Regions from separate parts of the Mus musculus genome. Here region 1 is linked to region 2. A link is a contact called in public Hi-C data. All regions are on one chromosome and are shown on one strand. The core of a region is the stretch at or near the end of the contact, and the rest is flanking DNA. Distances in the headings are between cores, read along the strand shown.

Region 1 (3,979 bases), core at 60-2,559, 640 kb before region 2:
TGTCCTGTTTAGTTCTGGATTCCTTACATAAGTGAACTAATCCAGGCAAAGGGCAAGTACTACATGATTTCATTCATATGGGAAACCAAAGGAGTTCCTACTCAAATGTTTGTCATCCCTTTATGGTAAGAACATTCAAAATTCTCCCGTTTCTGGCCTGAGTTTACTGAACTGACAGCACATCCTCATTGTCTGGCAGGCACCCCAGCCTCCAGGATAGGTATAAGTGTCACTAGAGACGTTGGAGGTGACAGTATCCTATCCCAGTAGTTAAATGTTGGAGGCCCCAATGGTCTCCCCTCTGTGCAGTAGCATACAGAACTTCTTATTCTTCTTTATTAACTATTGATCATCTTCTGCCACGTCGCTCCCCACACCAGCCTCTGGTAGCCGTCTTTCTACCCTTGACCCGTGGAAGATCCCTGGTTGAGTTCACATATGAATGAGATCCTGTGGTATTTGCCCTTTTTCCTGGATTAGTTCACTTACATTACGCCTCCCAGTTCATCCGCATTGCCCCAGAGTACTAGGCAGCTATGTTTCTTATTGCTCAACAGTTCTGTTGTGTGTTTGGACCACATTTTCTTTATCTATTTGTCTGCACTTCCAGGTTGTTGTGGGTAGTGTGGAAATTGAGATTGGGGGACAACTGTTCTTTCAGGTATTCACGTCTTTGGATGTATGCCCAAGAACTGGGATGCTGGGTCATATGGTGTGTCTGTTTTTAATCTCTTTATTTATTTACATTGATCGTGTGAGAACATGGACTTGAGTGTGCTTCTGTCTTTCCACCATGTGGGTTCCTGGGATCAAGCCCAGGACCTCAGGTTTGTCAGCAAGTGCCTTCAAAGGCCGAGCCTCCCTAGGAGCCTCTTTAACTTTGTAGGGCACTTGCATGCTCTTCCTCAGCTAGACTAGCTTACCTTCCTCCCCACAGTCCGTGAGGACTCCTGGTCCCCAGATCCTTGCCAGTGCTTGTCGCCTTGGTACTTCTGGCTGGTGAGAGGCAGGTTCTCTGAAGACACATGTGAACACAGCACACATGCACACAATCACAAACACATCTGAAAGGACAGGGGAGCAGAGGTCGAGACAAGGAAGGATGCTTGGGAAAGTTCCAGCTGGACGGAAAGAAACCTCCGAGGCCTGGGAAGCAGGGTGAGTTCATAGACAGACATCTGATCCCGCAGGCAGGAGTCGCTTCTCTGCTTCCTGGTAAAGACGTTGGCAGCCTGCTGTGTGTGTCTGTGCTGTGCTAGCTGCTGTACTGCCCACAGGAAGCATCAAACAAGATAGCCTTGAACGTTGGAGGAAGTTATCTTGATGTGGAAGTGGCAGACTTGTGTTCGCGAGGTGTGGCCTGTGGCAGGCAGCATCTAGGCAGTTAGAACAGGGTAAAACCAGCCTTTTGTCTAGAACACGCTCCCTTCCCGGAAGGCTTTTATTATCATTTAGTTCTGTATCTCAGTCTGTATATGCTGTGGGGTAAGTGTTATCTGCCTGCAGTGTATAGATACTAAACTAGTTATTTCATATCGGCAGTTGAAAATGTTGGAACCTGCCAAGCTGCCTCCTGTCCCTGGCAAATGTCCTGATCACTAACTCAGTGGGGCTGACAGGTAGACGCAGCTGTTTAGCCTGTAAAAGAGTTGAGGAATTAAAGTGAAGTTGGACGAGTATATAAGTAATGGTAGCTGAGATCCTGCAGATCTGAAAAAGAGTTCATTTTTAAAAGCGAGAAGCATGCCAGTCTAAACATCCTGACAGTTTCCGTTCCGAGATTTAGACCATATTGTAAAACCCATTTGCATTTACTCAATGGTACGTGTATCAGAGTTTGTTAGACACTTTCTTGAATATATTATTTTGTGGCTATTCTTGTAGAAAGCTCACTCGTGTCTGTAAGTAGTTTGGCTCGTGACATATAACTGAAGTGTTTGTACCTAGTGACACTTTGGCGTGTCTATGTTTATTGTTGTTGGGCAACTTGATTCAGGGCTGTAGAGTCTTAACTGTTCTATGCACATCAGGTCAGTAGCCCACCCATTCTGTGAGTCTAGGATGGACACTGGGTAAGGTTTCAGAAGCCCCCTCAGGGATGATGATGTACGGCTAGAATTTAAAATCCTTATTTACATTGTGTGTGTGTATATAAGAGAGAGACACACAGAGGCAGAAGGTGGGGGGGTTTCACTGCATAGCTCTAGCTAGCTCAGAACTCACTATGTAGAGCAAGTTGGCCTGGAACTCACAAAGATCCATCTGCCTCTTATTTTAGAGTCTTAGAAAATCAATGTTGTTCCTTTCTAGTCTTTTCCCTGTGACTTGTGTTGCTGATAACTTGTTTTATTGCTTTCTGGACAGAATGTTGTTTAATTTTGAGTCTTGCTATTGTAAGTTTGGCTTTGTAACTTGATCATGCCAAACAAAGGAAGTCCAGCGTGTGCTGTGTTCTGCAGACTCATGGATCTAGACCAGGCTTGTTGCTGAAATATGTAGCTTTGGAAGCAAACGCGCATCCTTTTCAGATCAAACACATTTTCGGGGAAGGGATAGAATTACAGATGAGCAATACTGGCAGGGGTTCTTTGTGCTATTTCTTTATTTTTTATATGGAGACTTTATCACATGGGGAAAAAATCTTTCCCAATTTTTTTTCCTTTGGCCACTTGATTTTTTAGTTATTGAGCAACCGTGCATGTTAAAATCTTTTGGTTTCTAATTGTGTTGGTTTTTTAGTAATATATTTTGAAGTTGTGTTTTTAGATAACACTAATTCTATTTTGATGAAACATGATATAAATAAAAGGAGGAAATTTGGGTTTTGGCTCACTGTTTCAGAGGTTTCTGGCGGTGGCCACTAGGCCCCATCACTGTGAGCCTTTGGGGTGTGAGACATCAGAGAGGGGGCCGGGGAACAGAGCTGCGCTGATGGGCTTTTGTTTGCTTTTTCCCCTTGAGGGCCCTATTTGGAGTTTGTGGGTCTGCCCCTCAGGAGCTGCCTTTGGTAGCTGTCCTCTGTGGACACGCCTCAGCGGTATACTCTGAAGTGTGTCTCACCAGTCTCCAATCAAGTTGACGATGGAGATTAACCATAGCAGATCATTTCAATCAAAACCTTATCATTAAGTAGGGACCTTTTCTATTCCTAATACTAATTGGGCTTTTGTATGTTTTTCATTATATATTTTATCTGATATTAGTAGTGCTGCAGGCTTGGGTTTGTTTTGAGAATTATTCATTGTTTCTAATGCTTTCATGTTTAGCTGTCTTATATACAGATTGCTGCTGGGTTATTTTGATCTCTTGCTGTGTGATTTCTTTTTGATCTCGTTGGTGTTTGTTCACATACTTGTTGCAGTGTGGATCCAATTTTGTCTTTTTCTAGACATCCTACTCCCTTTGGTCAAAAGGGAGGGCTTTATGCCAGCTCTTTATCTGGCTTTTTGACCAATGGCTAGTATTATTTAGTATTACTTCACATAGTCTAAGAATATAGAAGTGGGTACCAGACTGATGTGTGCAAATGGCTCAAGTGGCAAAAGAAACTGATAGGATTTCTCTTGGGGGTTATACAAAATAGAAACCTTACTCATGTGACACATGGTGAAAACTTGAAAAGGCTCCATGCCATTGGTTGGATATTTCTAAAGCAAGCCCTATTAAGGCATCTCCTCTAAAATTGTGTTTTAACTTAGACAAAATGCTGTCTCTCAGCATTCTCCTTTGGCATGTCCAAATGTGTGCGCACACGGGTTGGGGGCGGGGATGGAGCATGAGTGAACATAAACCAGAGGAACAAAGATAAGAATGTCAGGAGCCATGTCTGCCGTGTGTCCTAAGTGGCTCTGCAATCAAATGCATGGGCTCTGATTTCCTGGACTGCACATACTCTGTGCTGACCACAGAGCAGGGAGGCATCCCCACTCAGCTCACTTGAACAGGGTGGACGAGAAAGCCCTTTTCAGAGATTGATAGT
Region 2 (3,566 bases), core at 755-3,254:
ACCTGTCTGATCCGTCTGTCCCTACTACCCATGTCTTGTGCTGGGCGTCTGTTCTGTCCTGTGTGTGTGTGTGTGTGTGTGTGTGTGTGTGTGTGTGTGTGTGTGTGTGTACACACATGCATGCACGCACACGCGTGCACCTGTACCTAGTAAAAGTATTTACTCTGTTTTTCATGAACAACGGAGAAAACTTAGGATGGGAAAGAAGTAAGGAGTTCTTTCAGAAATCTTCAAGAGTTTTATGAGGAAAGAAGTTACTTTGCGCACCTAGAACAGCAAACAAAACCACATCCCATCAACCTGCATCCACATGCTGCATCCCCCATGTATGGGATCTTTGCTGACCTGTCGACAGTTCTCAGTAAATACTACAACACACACATACACTGTTCTGGGTAAGGGCAAGAAAGAGTACATAACTTCTGATTTAAGCTATGCACTTAACGTAGGTTGTAAAAGCTAACCACATGAGAAATCCCCTGCACAGTAAGTTCGATACACTGTTTTCTTAAAGGCGGGTTAGATTTAAACTTGAGAAGTTCAGTCTTAAGTGACCTCAAGGAATATTATTAACTTAGTTGCAAAGCTGGAAAAAGTTGAGGCTCTTTGGAAACTCTTACTACAGCCAAGAACTCCCTGTGGCCTCTTCTTTCGTCTGTCTCTCTCTCTCTCTCTCTCTCTCTCTCTCTCTCTCTCTCTCTCTCTCCCTCTCCCTCTCCCTCTCCCTCTCCCTCTCCCTCTCCCTCTCCCTCTCCCTCTCTCCCTCTCCCTCTCCCTCTCTCTCTCTCTCTCTCTCTCTCTCTCTCTCTCTCTCTGTGTGTGTGTGTGTGTGTGTGTGTGTGTGTGTGTGTGTGTGTCCCTCTAGGCAGTCCCTTTCCTAAGTTTAAATTAGGGTTATGGGCTTAGATCATCCCTTCTCCTCAAGCCCCTGATCCAAGCGAAGGCCAGTCTTTCCAGTAAACACCCTCCCCTCCGGGGTTTTCTCAACCTCTTTCCATCTCAGAAGAGTTAAGGAAGGTGCCCTTACCATGCATGGCACCCCATGCATCACCCTCCCCAAAAGAAAGGGGAGGCCCACACCCTAGTCTCCCATGAAAACAAACCCAAGTTTCATCTCCAGGTTCCCACCCCCCTGCCCTCACCAGCCCAGACTCTGCCTGGGCAGGTATATTCTGGAGTGCTAGGCAGCCCTACCTCTACCTGGCAGACATTAAATTAGCCTTATGCGATTCAGAAGTCTAGGAAAGGGGATTTTCAAAAGTGGAAAGAAATCCACCAGCCCAGTCCAGCCCGCTGATTTTCCAACTAGAGGAGAGGAAAATGGATCAACAAGAAGACAATCTTCCTACGGTCTCAGAACTTGCAAACTCCCCCTCCCACAGATGGGCAAAGCTTGCAGAACTGACTCTCACTAGCCTAGTGTCTGCTAGCCAGAAATCAAGTGGACAAAGTCCCGCCAGCCGTTTTTCTCATCTTACCAGCGCTTCTCACATATTACCACAGAAGCTTGCCACAGGAACATATACGGTATGCAGTTAACTAGTCGTTCTTACCAGAAGGGCTCAATGCATCCCGCTTTACCATCCCTCTCAGCTACGTTACCAAGAACAAGTTAGCCCACTCCCAATCTATAGGAGTGAGGTCTAGCTTCAATGGGTTGGAGCTAGCCAGGCTAAGAACCAGGTCACAGCTCAGGCCCCAAAGGTGTCTTCCACCGTGCATCACACTCTCTTCAGAACAGGAATGGCTAACCCCAGCATAGTTAGTTACATTTGTGTGTTTTGCCTCTGACTTCTGTGAGTCCTTGTATCAGAACCAGCTACATGGACAATGTCAGTTTGTCCTGCTAGCAGCTGGAGCACAGAACAACAGCCCAGATAAAGCCAGGAAGCGACCTCCGAGCCTCAGGGAATCTGGCTTCTGCAGTGCTGGCCTTGGAGCAGCCGGACAGGGAGTGGGTGGGGGTAGCAGCAGACACAGGCAAAGCCTGCCTGTGGGCAGATAACCATAAGAACAGCTCGGCAGGATTCAGTATTCACTCACACATTCACAGAGCATTTACTGAGCACATGGGAAACAAGCCACAGGGGTCAGGCCTGGCAAGATGGCTCTGCAGGTAAAGGACCTGACTTTGATTCAGAACCCACACGGTGGGAGAAAAAAACTGAGTCATACAAATTGTCCTAATTTCCAGATACATGCTGTGGCTTGCACATGTGCACATGCATGTACACACACACACACACACACACACACACACACACACACACACACTAAATATAATAAAATCTTTTACAAAGAGCACTGGAGTCAGAGGAGGGAGTGGGCTAGCAAAGGAGGTGCTGATATGGGGAATGGGATGGTCCAGAATTCTAAGACACACTCTGCCCTAAGAGGAGACTTATCAAACCAAAACTCCACAGTCACAAGGGCCAACATCTTGTGGGGTGTGCTCTCTTCATCTGGTCCCTGGGCTGCTTTCATCCATAGCATCACCACACAAACAGATAAAAACAGACACATGGGCCGTACATAGTGCTGTCTGTATACAAATAATTCAACCCTTGCTGAAAAGAAGACCAGAGAAGAGGGGATGAATCCTGAACCAGTGGAAGACAGAAGATGCTTGGAGTAGACGGACTGTTCTGAAAGACACACTAATGGCAGATACAAGCTATTCTGTATTTGCCCACACACAAATGTAACACCAAACATGGACCCTAATGAAAGCCATGGGGCCCGTGTGATAACAGTATCTATAACTGTAGGCTGACAGATCCTTAAAGCCATGTCCCACCCTGCTGGGGGTGTTGACAGTCAGGGAGGCTGCACATATGTGAAGGCAGCAGGTATGTGGGAGTTTCCTGCATCTCTATCCCACTTGCTGTGCTATAAGAAACAAAATCTATTTTTTTCTAGTTTGGTATATGTGTGTGTGTATAGGTGTGCTTACAAGTGTACACAGGTGTGTGCAGACAGTAGGGATCAATGTCTGATCTAATCCCTAGTTGTTCTTCAGTTTTGCTTTATTAGAGAGAGTCTCTCTCTCTCTCTCTCTCTCTCTCTCTCTCTCTCTCTCTCTCTCTCTCTCTCTCTCTCAACCTGAAACTCACTGGTTTGTCTAATTTGGCTGGCCAGTGAAGTTCAGGGATCCTCCTGTCTCCCCCTCCTTCCACAGTCAGTACTTTCCTAAGCTCCTGACTAAACCAACTCCCTGGTGCCAAATCTAATTTTTCCTTTTTTTTCCTTCCCCCAAGACAATGCCTCACATAGCCCAGGCTGGCCTCCAATTGCTACATAGCCTAGGATGACCTTGAACTTCTGGACCTCCCACGTGGCCATCAGTTTATGCAGTTCTGGGAATCAAACCCAGAGCGTCAGTCATGTTAGGCAAGCATTCTGCCAAGTAAGGACCACCCCCAGCCCGCAAACCTAGTCTTTACAAACCACTGCCTCCTCTCAATCATAAAATGATTAAATGGGGTGAGGGCTCTGAGTCACCCACTAGCCCACACTGTCTCTATACCAACGCTCTCCACAGCAGCCATCACCTCATGCTCTGGCCT

The links. Hi-C and Micro-C count contacts between places; a contact is called where the count stands out from the background.
Region 1: a Hi-C map of embryonic stem cells shows a contact between it and region 2, with 1.8 times the contacts expected there. The contact joins two enhancer-like sites. A contact is called at or near these places in 1 of 484 Hi-C or Micro-C datasets (embryonic stem cells) and 4 of 115 datasets of contacts at active chromatin or transcription factors (acute myeloid leukemia, embryonic stem cells and large pre-B cells).

What each region holds. Positions count from the first base shown.
Region 1 is chr2:5,798,806-5,802,784 of GRCm38.p6, reverse strand. The region is part of intron 10 of Cdc123 (cell division cycle 123); the gene reads left to right. Among named protein-coding and RNA genes, the nearest start is that of Gm29984, 25 kb to the left of the region's middle. Within about 2 kb of position 1,309, at least 104 of the 459 cell types and tissues checked have an H3K27ac peak or open chromatin away from gene starts, as enhancers often do. A contact at or near this core is called in embryonic stem cells, where this site is marked.
Region 2 is chr2:5,161,354-5,164,919 of GRCm38.p6, reverse strand. The region is part of intron 2 of Ccdc3 (coiled-coil domain containing 3); the gene reads right to left. Among named protein-coding and RNA genes, the nearest start is that of Ccdc3, 25 kb to the right of the region's middle. Within about 2 kb of position 2,004, at least 16 of the 459 cell types and tissues checked have an H3K27ac peak or open chromatin away from gene starts, as enhancers often do. A contact at or near this core is called in embryonic stem cells, where this site is marked.